Linked DNA regions of Triticum aestivum: region 1 is linked to region 2. A link is a contact called in public Hi-C data. All regions are on one chromosome and are shown on one strand. The core of a region is the stretch at or near the end of the contact, and the rest is flanking DNA. Distances in the headings are between cores, read along the strand shown.

Region 1 (5,015 bases), core at 2,461-4,960, 81 kb before region 2:
ACAGCTTTCTGACCATATCCAGAGAGTACTGCAAAATCTGCCCCAGATATTGGGTGTCCTGGGAGCCTGACTTGAGTACCTTCATTTGTACAGGAACAAAATTATGTCAATGTTCCATGAATAAGAAAAAAAAATAAGGAACACGATGACAAACTTATATATGCAAAACACTCGGATCTTACCTGGGATAGAATTTCGAGGTCAATGTTCTCACAGATTTCCTCCTTCCATTCCTTGGGAGCCAAGTCGTGCAATGAATCCCTCACTTCCTTTACCAGGTTGATCAGTTGGCTGTAGTCAGGTTTGTCTCCTCTCATCGAGTCGGTAACCACATCCCAGAAAGCTTTCTCCATTGTTTCCCTCACTTTGTCTTGGAAACCCTTCTCAATGGTACGAGCATCATTAGAATTGCCAGCAATCGCACCACCGTCCTCATGAAGCATCTCATTGACCATCTGCTCATTCTCTGTTGGCAGATTCACTGGTGATGTGCTGCTTGATGCTCCAGAAGCTCCAAACAGGGATCGCACAACAGACCTTGATCCTTCAGCATCTGTTTTGGAATTCATATTGACCTCAGTAGGCGGGAGCTTTCCAGATGAATCAATGCTCAGAGGGGTAGATACGTTTGCAACAGGTGCTGCCAATGGACTTCCATTCTCCTTCGCTTCAAAGAACTTTGATCTTGCATCGGAGAGAGCAGAGTCCATACGCTCGATGCCTGCATCACCGCTCAAATGCTGAACCTTCTCTCTTAGGAGTTTTTGATCGTCAGAAACCTGCTTCTGAATCGCCTTCATATCATGGGTGAGGTTGTGTGACTGCCCGTCGGCAGCTAACTTGCATGTTTGCATCATTGACAGCTCAAGCTTGCATGCAGCCCTAACAAGATCACCCTCCAATGATCTTGCATCTTTTACTTTCCACACCACAAATCCGTAAAGATAGGTGCACCACGCTTTGTCAAAATTAACCAACTGAGTCTTGAATTTACTTTGACTGGCAACATCATAAGACTTCTGGCAACTAGATGATTCAGCAGCATCAAGAGATGGCTGCCTTGAGGCTCTTCCTGGCCCCTCGAGTATTGTCTTAACTAACAGCTCAAACTCCCTGACAAAGTTTGCTGCTGACTCCATGAGTAGCTTCTCTTGCTCACCATCTCCACTTAAAACAGCACTAGGATGAGCCAGGATCATGTAAGCACAGAGTACCACCCTCAGTGAATATCTAGACAACCTGCTTGTTTCAGAAGTTCTTGCTGGCCTTTTTGCTGCAACCCTTGTTCTTCCGTCTCTACTCGGAGGTGCCTTCCTCTTTGGAGTCGCAAGGCGTTTCAGTAGATGGTCAATATTTTCTGCAGATGATGAACTTGCTGACTGACAAAGAGTCAAACGCCTCTCGAACCGGTCAAGTAATGCCTTAGTAGCCTCAAGAGCTGTGGGAGATCCCATCAACATAGCTAATTCCTCAAATGGCATTGACTTCACAGATTTTTCATTAATTCCCAAAGCATCATAAGCTTGAGCTAAGGCAAGTGTTGTCTTCCTGGACTTCACAAAACTTCTCCAGCACCTACAATATACGAGAAGAAAACTTCAATTAACTCGAACATACAAATACAATCAAATGGTTAGAATTCAAAGGAAAATTTAATGTATGAGAGTAATACCTTGCAAGCTTTCTTGAAAGAAAATCTGCATGCTTGATGTAATCGGCATGAGCAGAACTGCACGGACTTCCTCGCTGCTTCAAATATTCAGCTCTCTTCCTCTTGGCCTGTTCAATAAGATAACAAATCAGATAAGAAGCAGAACAGGAGAACTAAAATTGTAATCAGCGTATGTATCACAACACATACCCTCTGAAGTTTGCTATCCAGATGTTCTTTCAATTTAATCCTGTCTGCTTCTCTCTGGCTGCTTACAGTCATGGCTGCTTGTTGAATATGCATGAGCCGAGCACGAGCCTTCCTCCTCTCAGCTTCTAACAACGCCAACCGTTTCTTCTCAGCAGCAGCACGCTTTGCCAGGATAGCAGATCGCACCCGCTCTGTATACTTGCTCTCAGATGTCGCCTTCTGCACGAGAGACCTCTCTGTTCTCTCCTTCAGTGCGGCCCGCTTCTGCATATCTGCATGCAGAAGGCGCATACGGTTTTCCTCTGCCTGTCGGACACGAGACTCGACTCTAGTCTCAAGTTCCTCCTTCTCCTTCTCAAACCGCATTTCCACATCATTCTTCGCTGCTTGTCGGAGTTCATCCAACTTGGCTAACCGGTTCTGTGCCTTTGCCAAGAGGCTTAACCTTTTCTGCTCAGCTGCCTGAAGCCTGGCTTCAAGGCGCTGTCCGTAATCTTCCTCTTGAGACGACCACGATGGGCTCCGTGGCTTCTTCCTTGCTTTGCAGGATAACCAATCGCGGAATTGCTGCAGAGAAACAATTGAAAATAAGTTAATTTGATCAAGCATGTATCGCTAATTCACTTCAAACTTACTTTTTAACCAAAAGAACACATAATTATTTAGTTGTTTCTACAGCTCCTGCCAGGATTACATCAACCAACAGAACTACAGAAGTTGCAACTAAAATTTCAGCGGTACAAGTTACTTCTAAGCAAAACAAAGTGGTCGATGATGAAAGCAAACTATCCTACCAAACTAGGATAATTCTCCTACCACCGAAACAACCTGAAATCAATTTGCTAACTCAAGCAGTTAGAACTTACAATAATTTCACCTTTATTATTTGATTAAAAAAACTTTCCATTTTTACTGGAGACTCGGAATAAACCGATGCAGACAACTAAATTAATTACTAACAGTTCCTGTTTACGCTTTCACCGAACTACAGATAAAATTGAGACTATTTCAATGGGGGGAAACGCTTCAATTCAAAGACCAGAAAACTCCAAACTAGAAAAGAAAAGAAAAACCGGCAAAATCCAACAGAAAAGCAATTCGTGACACCCGTGAGACCAACTTCAGCTCACGACTACCTACCGCCGAAACAATTCCCAAAGAATGTAACTCTGAGTCTCCGACTCCCCCATGAACAGGCTCAACCAAAAGAATTCTTTCACAAGTCTAAAGTTACTGTAAATTCCTTCAAAAACAGCACCACTTTCTTACTAAAGTAATATAAAATTACATACCAGTTCTACAGCAGGACACGCAACTATCGTTTCACCAGTAAGGTGGGAACCACCGACGAGTATAATAGAAGGGGAAAAGAAGTAGGCCTCAACACTTCGAGTTCACAATTTCACGCCCCGCGACTTGGCAATCCACCGTGAGGAGGAAGAAGGGGAAAGGGGGGGAATAAAGGCAGGAAAACCAAAGGTACCAGACAGGGACCCCTACCTGCCTCCGGTGGTCGGCCTCCTTGAGCTTGGCCTCGATTTCCTCGGCGCTGGCCGGGCCGCCGCCGCCGCTGGCCCTGCCCTCGAGCAGCCTCCTCCTGATCCGCGGCGGCACCCTCGCGGCCGCCCCCTCCTCCGCCGGTATCTCCATCGCCACGGGCTCCCTCACCCCCATCACCGCACCGATCAGACTCCCTCGCCGATCGAACTCGCCGGCGAATCCCGCAAGAAATCGCCTCGCTTTCTCCTCCTCCTCCCTCCCTTGCTTGCGCCGCTGCTTTACTCCTCCACTTGTTTCTCCCTTATTTTTCCCCTCGCCTCTCGAGTTTAGTTTCTTCCGCGCCGTTCTGGGTGCGCCACGCGTAGCGCTATATAGGTGCGGTACCAGGTACTCTCCGGGGGAAGCGGTTTCCCGAATCGCAGAGCGGATCGGACGCTCGGGCCGGAGCCGAGACGGATAGGGAGGGGCGTTTTGGTAATTTTCGGGGCGTTAGGCGCTTCGGGACGGTTCGGCGGTTGGGTCGCGCCCTTTTTCGGGGCGTTGGGTTGACCGAATTGCCCTCCCGGGCTTTGCTTCTCCGTGTCCGGGTTCAGACAAGTTTGATTTGAGTTCCACTAGAAAAATAGAGAAGGTTTGATTTGAGTTCCACTAGAAAATTAAGAAAGGTTTGATATGAGTTCGACTCGGAAATGTGATCCAGAAGTTCGGTTATCGGAGCATGCATACGCGTATGAGACTGTTTTCAATGGTTTTCTTAGCATATTACAATCGAAGCATGCATATGCATTTTACTTCCCAGTTCGGTCAAGTTTGATACGAGTTAAAGCTCAAAAAAAAGTTTGATACGAGTTCAACTAGGAAAAAGAAGTTAGCTTTGAGTTTGACTTGAAAATGTGATTAAGAAGTTTGATCATATAGTATATATCTTTAGGGACCGCTTTTGTGTTGACCAACATTAAGATTGAAATAGTCAATATAAGCTATCTTTGCGATAAAATAACATTGCAGTATTACAGCTTCACATTGCTGATTGTACAACTAGAAATGTGAATTACCATCCTAAAAACAGGGGCCGATACATAGTTTCTTTCATTAAAAAGTGACAATGTTTTGTTTCAGCCGATTGATCCAACGCACCGAGGCATCGATCGCACACTCATCCGATGGATAGCAACCCCGCAAAGGACAGCATTGTAACTTGACCAACTTAATCGCCCGTATATCCATGAATACTCTTGACCAGTCGATCTTGTCGGCAACCTCCTCCCTATGCTATGCTACAAGCGGAGACACCATTGTTGCAAGCCACACATGACTGGCACAACATGAGGGCGTCCTCATTGTAAGATGGGCATCGGAGGTGTAGGTCGGGCGCTGCATACACACTGCTACATGTCAGGTTGCTGGTGCTGCTCTGCAAGTCCAAACACGAACTGCTATAAGGGGAGACCATTGGTGTTTCAAGATAACATTGTCGGTATTGTTGGAAGTTGGGCGCTCAGTGCTACTGTGGCCCAACCACGCCATGTTGCAAGGGGAGGGAGAGTGGCCATAGGGATTGGGGTGGCTGCTTGTGCTACGCCGAGCTATGACCACTAACACTATCGGACCGACGACGTCGTGCTGTGAGGGGGACGAAACCAGTGTGTAGGGC
Region 2 (4,815 bases), core at 2,235-4,734:
ATTTACATGCTTTGCACATGATTGTTATTGCATCTTGTCATATATCTCCATGTGTTGCCACTCTCATGTTAAACGATTTGCCATGTATTGAGTGCAACAATGATTCTACTCTTGCTCATGAGATTACCCCCATAGCATTCTCACATATATTTGGAGATTTTGACATATTTCTTGTGAAGCATGCTTGTATTACCTCTTTGCACCATCTACCTAGTGCCATGAATATAGCCATTATTGCATCATATTATTCATGCACTTGTGCTACTAATGTTTGTGTGCAAAAAAAGAGAACCATCATGTTGGATGATGTGTTTATCTACCATGCACATACATTCTTTGTTTTGTTGTGTGCATGTGTAGGATACTTGGACTTTGTGCCGACTCCCACTTCACGTGAGTTGACCATTCGAGCTCTTGAGAGCGAGCCTCACACATTCGACCACGACTCGCTTCTCCACCACCTTTCCTACCACTTAGAAAATGTAAAGAATGCACAAGGACACGCCTTCAAGGTGACACCTTTCTTGAGCATGGATATTGAGGATCATACTACTTGTGTTGCTTGCACCATGAGACTTATTGTTCATCTTGGACCACTTGATTGCACACTTGTTAGAGATCTTGCTTCGACTTGTCATTTTCATCATTCCATGCATCATGATATATATGCCTTGTGTGTTGCATCCAATTCTTGGATTAATTGCTCCTCTCATATGTTTGCTTGCAACAATGTCATGACCTCACATATGCCATGCCACATTGGTTGCTACATGCTTGCCTTGATTGCCTCACACATGATGAACAATTGCTCTTTCCATTGTGTTGAGTGCCAGACGATATTCACTACACCCTATGCACATTATGCTTGGATTGTCTTGCACTCGTCCCATGTGTTTAGACACTTCATTTTACTTGGTGTTGTGAATGATTCCTATGCCTACCATCGACAATTTGTCGAGTGCTTTATGCATGATTGCTGTGACCTTGAGGTTGATGCTTCTTCTCTTGTTACACATATTTGCATCACTACTCACATTTACATGCTTGTTTCCATGATGTCCTTCTTTGTGCTCAATTTATGTGCTCACATGCCATGTCACAATCACTTGTCACACCATATGCTATGCTTGATGATGACACTTGTCGGGTGAATCACCTCTTGAATTCTTGGTTTTGCACTAACACTGACCACATTTGTTTTTCCAATTGTTTGTTGTTCTTGCTCCTTTTGAAGGAATCATTAGAAGTGCGACATTGGAGAGTGCCCATTTCAACCTTCAAGATGACAAGTACTTGGTGAACGTCCACTTCTACACGACGAAGCCATCTCTTTCCCATGGTGATTTGGTTTTCGATCCGAGGTCGGATCTTTCTCAAGGGAGGGGGACGGGAGGAGATGATGCGGAGCATCCTATGGACATCACCATATCAAGAGTCCGTTCGGCGAGTGACACGTGTGACATCTACTTCACATACACAAAGGTGAATTATCTCCTTTACACATGCTCACTTGACCCCTTCGAGGATGGTATACTACTTGACAGTTGACACTTCTCCCGTGTGCATGCATATGTATTGTCGGAACACTACGGACGACAAGGAGGAGTGCGAGCGCAAGTGTACAACTACACCATCCGTGATGGAAGCATGGAAGCGACGACGGAAGAAGACGGAGCCACGGAGTCTACAGTGGCTGGACGTCCGACACTCTACAGCGCTCGGACGACCGGGGTCCACCGGACGTCCGACACACCCACGACCAGCCGCAGACCGAGCCCAGCGACCGGACGACCGACGCCGATCGGACGTCCGGCGCCACCTGTCCCGAGAAGAATCAGCGGACGTCCGACGCGCGCCGGGCGTCGGGACCGTCCTGAGCCACTGGACGTCCGACCCCACTGGTCGTCTGGTACCGCAGCCGGGCTTTGGCCTTGTATCTCTCTCCCACTTACCCCTTCATGGCTTAGACTATAAATAGACCACCTCCACCTCCTTTCTAGGGTTAGCAAAGGATTAGCTCATTTAGAGATAGAGCTTTACTCATCCATACAGATCTACTCCACGAGAGAGACCGCGACCTCTATGGAGAAGATCCATCTTGGATTCAAGACCCCTTACGGGGAGATCCCCTCGTGGATTCAAGACGTCCTCACGGAGATGAACTAGTTACCCTATGTATCGTCCTTTGTTGGATTTGGATCGTGTATCTTTTTGTGTTTCGAGGATCTAGCACATGTGTGATCGCTTCTTGTCTATTTGAGTATTTCCTCTCATTTCCCCTCGTGATTTCCCTCGCGTTTCCCCTCGTGTTCTTCGTGTTCTTTGTGTTCTTTGTAGGATGCCTTCTAATCGTGAAAGATCGGGCGTCTAGGGTTGTGCCCTACATTAGCCAGCCTCAAGAGTGTTCAATGGCTGGGCGATCATGTTTGAGAGAGTTTTGTCTCTAGCAATGTAATTTCTTCTCATCTTCTCTTTTTTTCACCTTGCGCGGTAACCCTGTAACTAGCATATTTTGTCTTATCTTGAGGCGCTCCCCTTCTTAATGAATGAAAGCAGCGACCTGCCTGCATTTCGTCAAGAAAAAAATGCAAAAAGTTAAGCCCTATGTTTACAGGGAGAATGTAGGTAAGTATTCAACTTTACATCGGTGACACATGATGAATAACATGGCATTAGCAGAATTGATTAGTACGCTTAAACTTATTTATCTTCCTTGCCTTTCTTGCGCGCCGCAACATAATTGCCGACGATCATAGAAATGGAGGCATACTCTAGGGATATCCATTGTTTCGACCAATTGGAACAAATTGCTCCCAAGAAAATACAAAGGCGGTCGCGTCGCTCACCACAGGGAGGGAGGGGGACCCTAGCCCCCGCCCCTTCCCACTCCTCCAGAGCCCCTGGACCTGGCCGTTGCCGGATGAGGCCGACGGGCGAAGCCTTGCCTTGGCATACAACAGCGGCAGGGTAGTTTGCGGCGGATACGCCGATGGCCTTCTCGTTAGAGCAACGTGGAGGTCGTGCGTGCCTGACCAGGGCGTCCACGCAATGCAATTTTTTGTAGCAATCGTTCTGTTTTGTATGTGCTCCCCTCACGATCCTAGTAAACTCTTTCCCCCCATTTATACATGCCCGATCTAGAACTTGACCGATGCATGGCAAATTCATTAGGAACAATATGTTATAGTTTACTATGTGTATAACTGATTTTCTTATACATGTTTGCCATGTCATCTTCAAAACATGGCAAATTTCGGAAAATGTTAGTACTTGGCCATGGCAAAATTAAGAGAGATGTCCTAAATAATGTGGCCTTTTTTAGAAGTGACACCGCAACTTTCTTGAAAAATCATATGGCAACAATCATAACTTTTTTTGTCCTCAAAATAAGAGCGCTCAATGCATGTGGTCCCCGCTGGGCCGACCCATTCTAGTGGTTGCTCGACGTGGGGCTGCGCTACGCCTCGCTATAATCGAGACGATGCACTTCTATATGGCGCGGTGCGCGCTAGGGGTTGTGCAGATGTGCACCCTCCCTTCCTTGGTGCGCCAGTTTGGGCCGGCACATTTGCGGGGCTGGACGCCACCTGGTTTTTTCGTTTTTACTTTTCATTTTTATATTTTGTTTTTTATTCTTTTCAAAGTAATTCAGGATTACAAAAGGTCTTAAATTTCATAAAATTATAAATTTTTAATTATCAAAATCAATTATTCAATTAAAAATGTTTGCAATTCCAAAAGAATGAATTTTTGAATATTAATATTTTTTTATTTTGACGAACATTTTTTTATGAGCATTCCTTAGTAACGATGAACATTTTTGGTATTTGATGAACAAATCTTGAATTCGATGAACATTTTTTGAATTTATGAACAAAAATTGTATTGAATTACAAATTTTTTAAAATATATGTGTAAATTTTGAATTTGATGATTTTTTTTGAATTTGATGAACATTTTTTTAATTCGATGGACATTTTTTAAATTTTGATGAACAATTTTTTTAATCCGATGAACAAAAATTTAAATTTGATGAACATTTTTTTTACATCGATGAACATTTTTTAAATTAGATGAACAAAAAATGTTCAGGAATTTGGAAAGAAAGGTCACAAAAATTGAAAAAGTAAAGAGAAAAATAGAAAAGGAAAAAAAAGAGGAAACAGAGGAAAAAAGACGGAATATGGGTCGGCTCATGTGAACACCCAATGCGCAAGGGGGGTGGAAGTCAGGTCACTCGCGGGCGACCTGCACGCTGTATAGAATTTCGCAAGCGAGAACGCGGCAACTATTTATCTATATCTATATCAACATAAAAAGACCCAAAGAGACAGATCCAACTGATCTCGACCATCGAAACAAGTCAATCCAATGACTTAGACTGGTCCAATGGCGAGTGTTAAACGTGTTTAACGTGCAATTAATAGCATGCCAAATATTGCACTAATCACAGAATTAACACACAAATAATAGCATACCTAATATCCGCATGCAATTAATATATTACCTAACTATTAACGTGTATTGCACGTGCGCATTTACTAGTCGCCTTAAGCGATCGAAGTGGCAGCGCTCGCTGAAGCTTTTCCCCTGCTCGCGCTGTATTGGGGCGGCCCGATCACGCACGTGTAGTCGTAAAAAGAAACTAGGAATTGAAGGAGGGAGGATCGTGCGCTGAGCCAGCCACCTCACCGAAGTCCGTTTCGTGGAAATAACTAGGGACGCGCCTTACTTTTTTTTTTGACGTGGAACACCATGCATTCCATTAGCTAGTGGACTCGACCAAATCGGCGGCCACGGCACCCATTACATCAG

Evidence for each region. Hi-C and Micro-C count contacts between places; a contact is called where the count stands out from the background.
Region 1: a contact with region 2 is called in a Hi-C map of leaf, with 2.1 times the contacts expected there. The contact joins the promoter of LOC123189276 here to the enhancer-like site in region 2. A contact is called at or near these places in 4 of 5 Hi-C or Micro-C datasets (leaf and an unstated tissue).

Annotation. Positions count from the first base shown.
Region 1 is chr2A:532,778,061-532,783,075 of IWGSC CS RefSeq v2.1, reverse strand. It overlaps LOC123189276, which reads right to left and starts at 3,710. Exons shown (of 8, transcript XM_044601655.1): 1 at 3,362-3,710; 2 at 1,862-2,428; 3 at 1,673-1,779; 4 at 183-1,575; 5 at 1-79. The coding sequence starts at 3,535.
Region 2 is chr2A:532,697,355-532,702,169 of IWGSC CS RefSeq v2.1, reverse strand. No RefSeq gene overlaps it. Among protein-coding and RNA genes, the nearest start is that of TRNAA-UGC, 8.8 kb to the right of the region's middle. Within about 2 kb of position 3,484, at least 1 of the 8 cell types and tissues checked has an H3K27ac peak or open chromatin away from gene starts, as enhancers often do. A contact at or near this core is called in leaf, where this site is marked.